2 separate regions of the Astyanax mexicanus genome follow, and region 2 is linked to region 1. A link is a contact called in public Hi-C data. All regions are on one chromosome and are shown on one strand. The core of a region is the stretch at or near the end of the contact, and the rest is flanking DNA. Distances in the headings are between cores, read along the strand shown.

What was found. Hi-C and Micro-C count contacts between places; a contact is called where the count stands out from the background.
Region 2: a Hi-C map of muscle shows a contact between it and region 1, with 18 times the contacts expected there. The contact joins the enhancer-like site here to the promoter of tbx2b in region 1. A contact is called at or near these places in 2 of 3 Hi-C or Micro-C datasets (both in muscle).

What each region holds. Positions count from the first base shown.
Region 1 is chr18:432,807-438,333 of AstMex3_surface, reverse strand. tbx2b (T-box transcription factor 2b) reads left to right here and starts at 2,714. Exons shown (of 7, transcript XM_007258875.4): 1 at 2,714-3,165; 2 at 3,948-4,215; 3 at 5,207-5,353. The coding sequence starts at 2,807. LOC111193726 (a long non-coding RNA gene) reads right to left here and starts at 2,127. Exons shown (of 2, transcript XR_002650656.2): 1 at 1,472-2,127.
Region 2 is chr18:821,018-826,544 of AstMex3_surface, reverse strand. The region is part of intron 15 of bcas3 (BCAS3 microtubule associated cell migration factor); the gene reads left to right. Among protein-coding and RNA genes, the nearest start is that of bcas3, 130 kb to the left of the region's middle. Within about 2 kb of position 2,479, the one cell type or tissue checked has an H3K27ac peak away from gene starts, as active enhancers do.

The DNA.
Region 1 (5,527 bases), core at 1,465-3,964:
ACACACCTTAATATTTAAATATTCTAAATATTTTAATTTCACTCCTCTGCATGTCAGCATAAAATAATAATACTCATAATAATAACAATAATAATAATGTTGTAATGTGTTCGTATTGTTATTATTATTAATTATTATTAATTTAAAGTTAGAGCTTTTCTACTTTTTTGTTTTTCCTGTAATTCTTATTTCTGCTAGTTTAAGGTTATTTGTGTTCAGTGTATCTGTTTTTTTTTTCAACGAAGCTAGGATATACTAAATTAGTGTTTTTAAACGCTAAACCGATTAACACACTGGTGTAAAATGTAAAAAAACCTGATCAATAAAATGTTTTTGTGTAGTTAGTTCTAAAGACTTGAATAGTGTTGTGATGCGTGACGAGGTGCGTGGTGTTTGAGGTGTTTGAAGTGGAGCGTATGTTGCGTGTATTTGGTGTACAGTATGTGTACCAGTGTGGCTGTAGAGGTTAACAATCTTTTCTTTTTGAGCGCAGCTCCCAGTTTGAGAAGGGAAAGTGTCCCAGTGTTCAACTGCTTTAAGAAAATTCTAAAAATCATTTTTTCAAAAAATCAATTTTCAGCTTTAACTTTTTTTTTTTTTTATCCAAAAATACACTACATACACACTCAAACACCCCTTCCTATAGTGCAGAAAGCCCTAAACATACTAGTCCGTACAGTGCAGAAGTACTACACAACTGTGCCAAACATTTATAAATATTTAAATATTTAGTCCTATCACACTTTAGCACGACTGTATAAAACGCTGGTAAAACGTTTCGTTTAAGCTCCTACCTGAAGCTCATTACACCATATGAGAATACATTTGAAGGTGTATCAAAAGTAACCTCTACACATAACACATATGAAATAAGTCATATATAATAAGTCATATATAATTATTATGTATTATTATTGTGTATTAGTAAACATTAGAGTCGATTTGAGCTTTATCAATATTATATACGACTATTATATACGACTATTCCCAATATGTGCCTATAAGAAATCGTATCATATTAGATACATACCTGCGACTAGTATAAAGCTATATACACAACTATACGTGAATAACAAATACATTAGATATGTGTGAAAATATGTGAGAAATGTCTCTGTAGAAATCTGTTCCAATGTACAGCATAAGAGAAACCCTTAAAGCGTATATTAGACATTATGTCAATATATGTGCATTTCATGAGAAAATGACTACTACTGTCACAACTGTTTCAGTAATAGAATACGTAGGTTATTAATAACATACTAATAGTCTTGAGTTGCGCAAGACTGTCTGTATTTACTTCCAAAATAATACTAGTAATATTACAATAAAATGAAAAAGGAAATATTTTTGTGTGTTCAATGTTAATAATTAAGAAATAAGTTTAAACTGCATTTTTATTTCAAGGAGGTCCACCCATGCTTTCAAACAGTTTAGCTCAGGTTAGCCTAAAAAAGACGAATAAACTCACCCACAGCTGGTGGATCTCCACCCCGCTGCTGCTCTCCAACAACACCGCTCCAACACCGCTCCATCCCCGCGTCGCTCCCGGGTTCTTCTGCCTCTAGTCCTCCTCCTTCTTCTCCTCCTCTTCTGCAGGAGGAATCACATTCTCGTTTCAAAATGATTGTCTGATCATTTGGACGAACGAGACTTATTAAAGATTAAGTCGTCTATTCTGAGTCTCCAGCCCTGGAGACACGGAGCGCCGCAGTGTTTTCAGTGATCTAATAGTGATCTTATAACCATATAGGCTGCGCTCGAGACGATTTCACGTGTTTGTAAACACGCGCGTCCGCTGGCGAAGTGAATCCGCTGCTGGTGGTGCACGAGCGGTTTGAAGCTTTAGCTGGTTCGCTCGGAGGGTCGTATTGTGTGTATGTGTGTTTTTACTTCATCATGGTGAAAAGAAAAGAAAAGTAAAGTAAAGAAAGCGCACTTTGCTCTTTTGGCTTCTCGTGCTCGAGCTCCGTGGCAGATATGGAGGTGAGGGTTTGGGGATCAGACAGCGCGGGGCAGGCGGCCGTCCTGTCCGCCGCCTTCAACAACCCTCCGCGCGCTGCCCGGCCTCCTCCACGCGGGGGTGGGAGCTCTTGGAGCCGCGCTGTCATTGGTTAATATTTTATTCTGTTGACATGTTTTCTTACTGCTAATGCTTCCGACACCTTTCCCGTCCGCCCTCCTCCTCCCCTCCCCTTCACCTCCTTCATCCACCCCCCCTTCTCAGGCCTGGCCCGAGCTGTCAAAACCACGCCTATAGAGAGCCACAATTGGTCCAGAAAGCGTAAAATCAGCAATCAAGGGGGCTTGGTTCATTAGAGTTGGGAGTCCAAGCAGGAAGGACGTGGGAGAGACAGTTGCACTCGGACAGAGGTTGGATGTGAGCGAGTTGTCTTGGTCTGGTGCTCGAGTTCGGATGGCCAATCTGCATCGAAAAGAAGGGTCTTGGTCATTTTTGGTACGAGGAGGACAGCAGCAGCAGGGAGGGAAAAAGTGGAAACCCTAAAATTTGCTGTACAATCCTCGTATGTCTTCACTTTGACTGGTAGTAGTATTCGGAGTGTCTCCTCTAACACCACTCCTCCTTTGCTTTCTTTTCCACGCGTTTCCACGTCCCTCCGTCGCCTTTTTGCAACGCGATCGAGAGAAATAGGACCAGCCTACTACCCCGCGCTCTCGGTCCCGTTCCCGCTGCTGTTCGGCAAGACGAAAGCGGAGATCCTGCTCCGCTCCTCTGGAATACGCGAGGAAAAACAACAGCTCAGCCCCCGATCCCGTTTCCCCTCAGCGAGTTTTGGATGCACCGATGAGAGATCCAGTCTTTTCAGGCACTGCCATGGCTTACCACCCTTTCCACGCTCACCGGCCCACCGACTTCCCCATGTCAGCCTTCCTGGCGGCCGCGCAGCCCTCCTTTTTCCCCGCGCTGGCTTTGCCTCCCGGTGCGCTTACCAAGCCCATCCCGGAACACGCGCTGGCCGGGGCCGCCGAGCCGGGACTGCACCCGGCGCTTAGTCACCATCAGGCGGCTCACCTCCGCAGCCTTAAGAGCCTCGAGCCCGAGGAGGAGGTGGAGGACGACCCGAAAGTCACACTGGAAGCCAAGGATCTATGGGACCAGTTCCACAAATTAGGAACTGAAATGGTTATTACGAAATCTGGAAGGTAATTTCATGTCGCTTTTTATACTGAGATCACACTTTAACATTTAGTTTACACAATTACTTGGGAACGTTTGCTTTTGTTTTTTGTTTTTTTTTAGGCCCTACATTCATCGCTATATCCCCGTTTTATCTCCGTTTTTTGCCTCCCATATTTCTCGTTTTCCTGCTTTTAACATTTTCAGACGCTTTTCTGTATATGCGATCAATCAATAAAGCGAGAGTATAAAAAAACTATGCACTTGAAGGTTGTCCACACAGACATCCGTATGGTCTTTTACTGTTCGCTACACGGACACGCAACGTGGAAGTCACATCACACACAAGTGATAGGTTTAGTTCTTTAGGACAAAAAAAAAACGATTTAGCATTGTTTTCACAGGCCTGTGGGAACACATTCTACACATTCTAAGCAGTGGAGTTTTCTGCATTCTGAATTCTGAACTCTGAAGAAAAGCGTATTTCAGCCTTTATTGCTTTATTCGAAAGAGGAGATTTTGTTTTTTGTTGAAAACCTGCCACTTAAATATTTACATTCAATATATACAATTCTATGAATATATATTTATATAATATATTATTTTATTTTCGTAAATAAGTATACAAATGTAAAATGTATGAACCTGACTAACTCGTTTTGGTGAGAATTATGAATCATACAACAATACTGTTTTAACAAAAATGTTTTTGTTTCTGTACAGTTATTAATGTAATTTAATATAATGTGCTGCTACAAAATAATATGTTTGACAAACGTTAATAAACACACGCCTTTCACCTATACAGGAGGATGTTTCCACCCTTTAAGGTCCGAATTAATGGACTGGATAAAAAAGCCAAGTATATTTTATTAATGGACATCGTCGCTGCCGACGACTGCCGCTATAAGTTCCACAATTCACGTTGGATGGTGGCGGGCAAGGCCGACCCGGAGATGCCTAAGCGCATGTACATCCACCCGGACAGCCCTGCCACGGGAGAGCAGTGGATGGCCAAGCCTGTCGCATTTCATAAACTCAAGCTGACCAACAACATTTCGGACAAGCACGGATTTGTAAGTAGCCTGTTTATACTGCATTGCCGCTACTTTTCTTTCCAAAAGATGTTTTGAAAAGACATGGTACAATTATGCGGTGCTTTAAGAGATTTATTCATTTATTTGTTCATCAATATTGCTATTGATTTCCCCAGTATAGTAATACAAGTGACCTGTATTCTCAATTATATAATATTTACAATGTACAATTCGGGTTTTCCCCATTCACACACACACGGTTCGTCTACTATTCCGCTTTGGAATTGTGAATAATGCGATTATTGTCAGAGTGGTTGAGTAATGTGAACACTTCATTCTGAGTTTTTCTTGAACTCAGTTGCAGTAGGATATGGTTTATGGCAGATTCTCAAAGAACTGCGTGGTTCAGGGTGGAAAGTGACCGAAATCAGGTCAGAAGAGCGGAATTGTTCTGGAATCGCGCTATAATGAAACAACCAGACTCTCAAGCAACCTTGAGGGAAAACTGTATTAGGTTGTCCTCACTGAAGGCATTAAGCTTTCCAAGCGATGATAGACATTTTAAAACATGGTGGCTGGTAAAAAAAAAAAAAGTTCAGCGCTCAGCCGCGTGTGTGTAGTTGGGAGTAACATGCTACTTTCGTCGTAAACAAATCCTACAGGGTGCATAAATATATATATACACTTTACAGGCATGCATTTGACATCTGAAACGTTTTTTGTTTGTTTGTTGTAATGGTTGTTGCTGCTTGTAGCCTAGTTATATTTAAGGCTGTTCCGCCGTGTTTAGGCCTGCACAACTTAAGCCTTTCCGATTGATTGCACTGCTTTAACAGGCCCACTGTCATGTGACGTGTAAACCAAGTAATAATTTATTTATTATAATGTGATTTTTACGTTTGTTTATTTATGGTCACTTAAATGGAAAATTTGTGTTCTGTGTTTTGTAAAATGTAGGCTGCAGAAATAAATGCAAAAACATTTCTAATTCCGTTTCTCTCTCTATCTGTTTTGTTTTTGTTTTTCTCAGACTATACTCAACTCGATGCATAAATACCAGCCTAGGTTCCATATTGTGAGGGCCAACGATATTCTGAAACTTCCCTACAGCACATTCAGGACATATGTGTTTCCCGAGACCGAATTCATTGCTGTCACTGCCTATCAAAATGACAAGGTACGTAACCAACCATTTGCTTTAAAGAGGAAACAATTATTTGCAATGACAAGATTTGTCAGACTGACGCTTGGCTAAACCTGACTTAAACTAGCATTTGCCTTTTTGTGCTTTCCCTTGTATAAGTGGCTATTCTTGCGACTTTTGTTCGCCCATTCATGGAACATATTGGTT
Region 2 (5,527 bases), core at 1,230-3,729, 390 kb before region 1:
GAGTTTGTGTGCGAGTGAGTGTGTGTGTCATTCTTTGTGTGTGCAAGAGTTTGTGTGCGAAAGTTTGTGTGCGAGTGAATGTGCGAGTGTGTGTGTGTGTGTGTGCGAGTGAGTTTGTGTGCGAGTGAGTGTGTGCGTGTGTGTGTGTCATTCTGTGTGTGTGCAAGAGTTTGTGTGCGAGAGTTTGTCTGCGTATGAATTTGCGAGTGAGTGTGCGTGTGTGTGTCATTCTGTGTGTGTGCGAGAGTTTGTGTGCGAAAGTTTGTGTGCGATTGAGTGTGTGCGTGTGTGTGTGTGTCATTCTGTGTGTGTGCGAGAGTTTGTGTGCGTATGAGTGTGCGAGTGAGTGTGCGTGTGTGTGTCATTCTGTGTGTGTGCGAGAGTTTGTGTGCGAGAGTTTGTGTGCGTATGAGTTTGCGAGTGAGTGTGCGTGTGTGTGTCATTCTGTGTGTGTGCGAGAGTTTGTGTGCGAAAGTTTGTGTGCGATTGAGTGTGTGCGTGTGTGTGTGTGTCATTCTGTGTGTGTGCGAGAGTTTGTGTGCGTATGAGTGTGCGAGTGAGTGTGCGAGTGAGTGTGCGTGCGTGCGTGCGTGTGTGTCATTCTGTGTGTGCGCGACAGTTTGTGTGCAAGAGTTTGTGTGCGTATGAGTTTGCGAGTGAGTGTGCGTGTGTGTCATTCTGTGTGTGTGCGAAAGTTTGTGTGCGAGTGAGTGTGTGCGTGTGTGTGTGTGTCATTCTGTGTGTGTGTCATTCTGTGTGTGTGTGAGAGTTTGTGTGTGAGAGTTTGTGTGTGAGAGTTTGTGTGTGAGAGTTTGTGTGTGAGAGTTTGTGTGTGAGAGTTTGTGTGCGAGAGTTTGTGTGCGAGAGTTTGTGTGCGTGTGAGTGTGCGAGTGAGTGTGCGAGTGAGTGTCATTCTGTGAGTGTGCGAGTGAGTGTGCGAGTGAGTGTCATTCTGTGAGTGTGCGAGTGAGTGTGCAAGTGTGTCATTCTGTGTGTGTGCGAGAGTTTGTGTGCAGAAGTTTGTGTGTGAGTGAGTGTGCGAGTGAGTGTGTGTGTGTCATTCTGTGAGTGTGCGAGTGAGTGTGTGAGTGAGTGTGCGAGTGAGTGTGTGTGTGTCATTCTGTGAGTGTGCGAGTGAGTGTGCGAGTGAGTGTGCGAGAGTTTGTGTGCGAGAGTTTGTGTGCGAGAGTTTGTGTGCGAGAGTTTGTGTGCGAGAGTTTGTGTGCAAGAGTTTGTGTGCAAGAGTTTGTGTGCGAGAGTTTGTGTGCGTATGAGTGTGTGAGTGAGTGTGCGTGTGTGTGTGCGAGTGAGTGTGCGAGTGAGTGTGTGTGCGTGTGTGTCATTCTGTGTGTGTGCGAGAGTTTGTGTGCGTATGAGTGTGTGAGTGAGTGTGCGTGTGTGTGTGTCATTCTGTGTGTGCGTGTGAGTGTGCGAGTGAGTGTGCAAGTGTGTCATTCTGTGAGTGTGCGAGAGTTTGTGTGCAGAAGTTTGTGTGCGAGTGAGTGTGCGAGTGAGTGTGCGAGTGAGTGTGCGAGTGAGTGTGCGAGTGAGTGTGCGAGTGAGTGTGCGAGTGAGTGTGCGTGTGTGTGTGCGTGTGTGTGTGCGAGTGAGTGTGCGAGTGAGTGTGCGTGCGTGTGTGTCATTCTGTGTGTGTGCGAGAGTTTGTGTGCGTATGAGTGTGTGAGTGAGTGCGTGTGTGTGTCATTCTGTGTGTGTGCGTGTGAGTGTACAAGTGTGTCATTCTGTGTGTGTGCAGAAGTTTGTGTGCAGAAGTTTGTGTGTGAGTGAGTGTGCGAGTGAGTGTGTGTGTGTGTGTACGAGAGTTTGTGTGCGAGTGAGTGTACGAGTGTGTGTCACTCTGTGTGTGTGCGAGAGTTTGTGTGCGAGAGTTTGTGTGCGAGTGAGTGTGCAAGTGTTGTGTGCGAAAGTTTGTGTGCGAGTGAGTGTGCGTGTGTGTGTCATTTTGTGTGTATGCGCGCAAGTGTGTGTGCGAGTGTGCGAATGCATGTGAATGTGTACGTGTGCAAGTGTATGTTTAATTTAAATGTGAGGGAGTGTAAGTGATTGTGTGCGATTGTGTTTTGTGTGCAAGTGTGTGTGTGTGTGTGTGTGTGTGCAAGTGTATGTGTAATGTGTGTGTGTGTGTGTGTGTGTGTGTTTGAGTGTATTTGTGTGTTTGTGGGAGTTGTAGTCAGATGAGCAGATTTGATCTGCTCCAGCTGGGCCGACCAACATACTCTCTGTAATCACACACCGCCTTCTCCTCTCCACACACACACACACACACACACACACACACACACACACACACACACACTCTTGAAAGCCATCTCTCTGCAACTTTAAGACAACTGGCTGTTAAAGATAAAGTGCCGCTCATCTGCTCAGTAAACATCAGGCATCCAATCAGCTGCAGCATCAAAGCCCTGCGCTGGTTTTAATGCAGGGTCCGGTTCAGAGCCGCGGTCCCGCTGATTTACTGCGCCGCTGATCCTGTGCTGTGTTAAAGCCGCAGGACCGAGCACAGGCGCAGTGCAGCGCCCGCTCTGGCCTGGGTGTGGCGCTGTGTTCTCAGGTTTTCGGTGCAGCAGGAGGAAGAGCTCAGTTCTGAAGGCCAGAAATCTGCTGCTCACTTCTGTCCTGATATGAATCTAATCCAGCAGAAGAGCTGCAGCTCCTCTGAGCTGCTCTAAATAACATCATTTCTGCACAGTTTTATGAATGACCTCCTCTTAAGAGCAAACGCCGCCGTATCCGCCTCTAGTTCTGCCTTAAACACACACGAGTCGAGAGTTTTACAATATGAATGGAATTATTTTTCACATTTTTTGCAGAATAGTATGATTTAGTTCATTGTTTTGTGTATTTTTAGTTAATAGAATAAAGTAAAACATACTTTCTAAGATCTTTTATGACCTTTTTATGGTCTTTGAGTTAACATCATTACTTACTGTTTTTTGTAATCTTCTTCTTCTTCTTCTTCTTCTTCTTCTTCTTCTTCTTCTTCTTATTCTTATTCTTCTTATTATTATTATTATTATTATATTCCTGATTTTTTAAACGCTACTCCTCCCACAGCTTTTGATATGGAAACACAGAATTTTGCTCTAAATACCATAATTTTAGTTGAGTTTTATGATGTTTTTGCACAATAGTATGATTTAGTTCACTGTTTTATGTATTTGTAGTTAATAGAATAAAGTAAAACATACTTTCTAAGATCTTTTATGACCTTTTTATGGTCTTTGAGTTAACATCATTACTTACTGTTTTTTGTAATCTTCTTCTTCTACTTATTTTCTTCTTTTTATTATTATTATTATTATTATTATTATTTTTTTTTTTATTATTATTATTCAACATGGAAATGCTAAATTGCTGAATTTTGCAGGATCTTAAGTTGCTTGTTTTATAACGTTTGATTATAAGTTTTTTATTTTAAAGAGAATGTGCATTGTTTTTGATATAGGCTCTTGCTAAGAAAATATGTAATCATTTTAGGCCATTATTCCATAAATAATAATCACAATATTTACTTTTATATATATATATTTTTTTTTTTTCAAATTGAAAACCTCTGGAATATAATCAAGAGGAAGATGGATGATCACAAACCATCAAACCACCAAACTGAACTGCTTGAATTTTTACACCAGGAGTAAAGCAGCATAAAGTTATCCAAAAGCAGTGTGTAAGACTGGTGGAGGAGAACATGATGCCAAGATGCATGAAAAAAACTGTGATTGAAAACCAGGGTTATTCCACCAAATATTGATTATTTCTGAACTCTTAAAACTTTATGAATATGAACTTGTTTTCTTTGCATTATTTGAAGTCTGAAAGCTCTGCATCTTTTTTTTTGTTATTTCAGTCATTTCTCATTTTCTGTAAATAAATGCTCTAAATGAGAATATTTTTATTTAGAATTTGGGAGAAATGTTGTCTGTAGTTTATAGAATAAAACAACAATGTTCATTTTACTCAAACATAAACCTATAAATAGTAAAATCAGAGAAACTGATTGGCCAGTTGGTGACACAATGTCTATAAATGTGTGTAGAAATCTGTAGTAATGACCAGTACACTCACTCTCTCTCTCTCTCGCTCTCTCTCTCGCTCTCTCTCATGTGAAAGCTGGTGCTGCTTTATCAGGCGGTGTCGTTTTATCAGGCTTGATGAAGTGTAGTTCTCTTTCCCATCGTGAGGAAATGCCTTTTTGACACTTCTCATGACCTTAGGCTCTCGACTGGCCTACTGAAGTTCTCACCACACTGTGAGACGTCTCCTCTCTCACTATTAGTGTTAATGTTCTTTTCCAGGCACTTTATATAACGTTTATCCACACAATTATTTTTAATACATTGATTTATTGGTTAATACGACCTAAACCTCTATAGAAAAAACTCTTCACTATGTTTCCATATAGTCCTTCACAGTCTACAGTCTAGAGTCTAGAAGCATAGAGCTGTATTATATAATACTATAGTATTATTATTTGATTAGTTCGATAATTAAGCTGTATTCCTGTTTCTGTTTCTCTGTATGCATTATTATTATTATCCTCCTTTAACCCTGTTCCTCAGTGGTCAGGACCCCACAGAGCTGCTATTATTTATTATTTGGGTAATGGGTAATACTCAGCACTGCAGTGACACTGGCATGATGGTGTGTTAGTGTTTATTAGTGTGTATTATTGTGTATTATTGTGTATTATTGTGTGTTGTGCTGGTATGAGTGGAGTATTCTGTAATTATAGGACTACAAATATGCTTCTTTTTGGTCAGTGAAGTCCATAAGTACATAAATTTAAGCTGTATTTTTAATAGGATAAAATTCTGGTACATTTCATAAATCTTACAAACTAACTGAAGTTAAAATTGTACTTATTATTATGAAAAAATACAATATTTGCAGGAAAATGAATCCTTGTCTCCCTTCTTTTGGCATAAAATATAAAAGCGAATAAATGAAAAGTCCCTATGCTCTGCTGGCCATACCCCCACTACTGAGGCCACAAAGATTGCTGAATTGAAAGAGCTAGTGCTTAGTGTGGTTAGCAGCTAATGCTAATACTGCTCCAGCCTTAGTGCTGGAGAAACTTCACTGAAACTCCTCTATAACTCTGTACTTCAGTGTTCAGAGTGGCTTTACTGCTCCTTAATACCTGACTGGTATAATTCATACATAAGGAGCACCGGATTATAAGGCATTTTAAAGGATTTTAGATGTGCCTTATAGTTTTTCTCTTTAAAATAATGTGTACGTTGTAAATAAATGATAATGTTTGTGTCATAAACAAAAATAGTTATGCACAGTCATGTAATAAAATATTATAGATATGTTTGAAGCAGTTATCATATTTGGAAAAAACTAAACAGCTCATACTGGTTTATGACATAAAATATGCTGTGCTAATATAGTATTACAGTGAACTATAGTTACTGTACCAGTTAACAGTGGAAGTATCTGTAGCCGCTGGTCTGACTGTTGTGTCAGTATTGTGTATTGTAGTAATGGGTATTGTAGT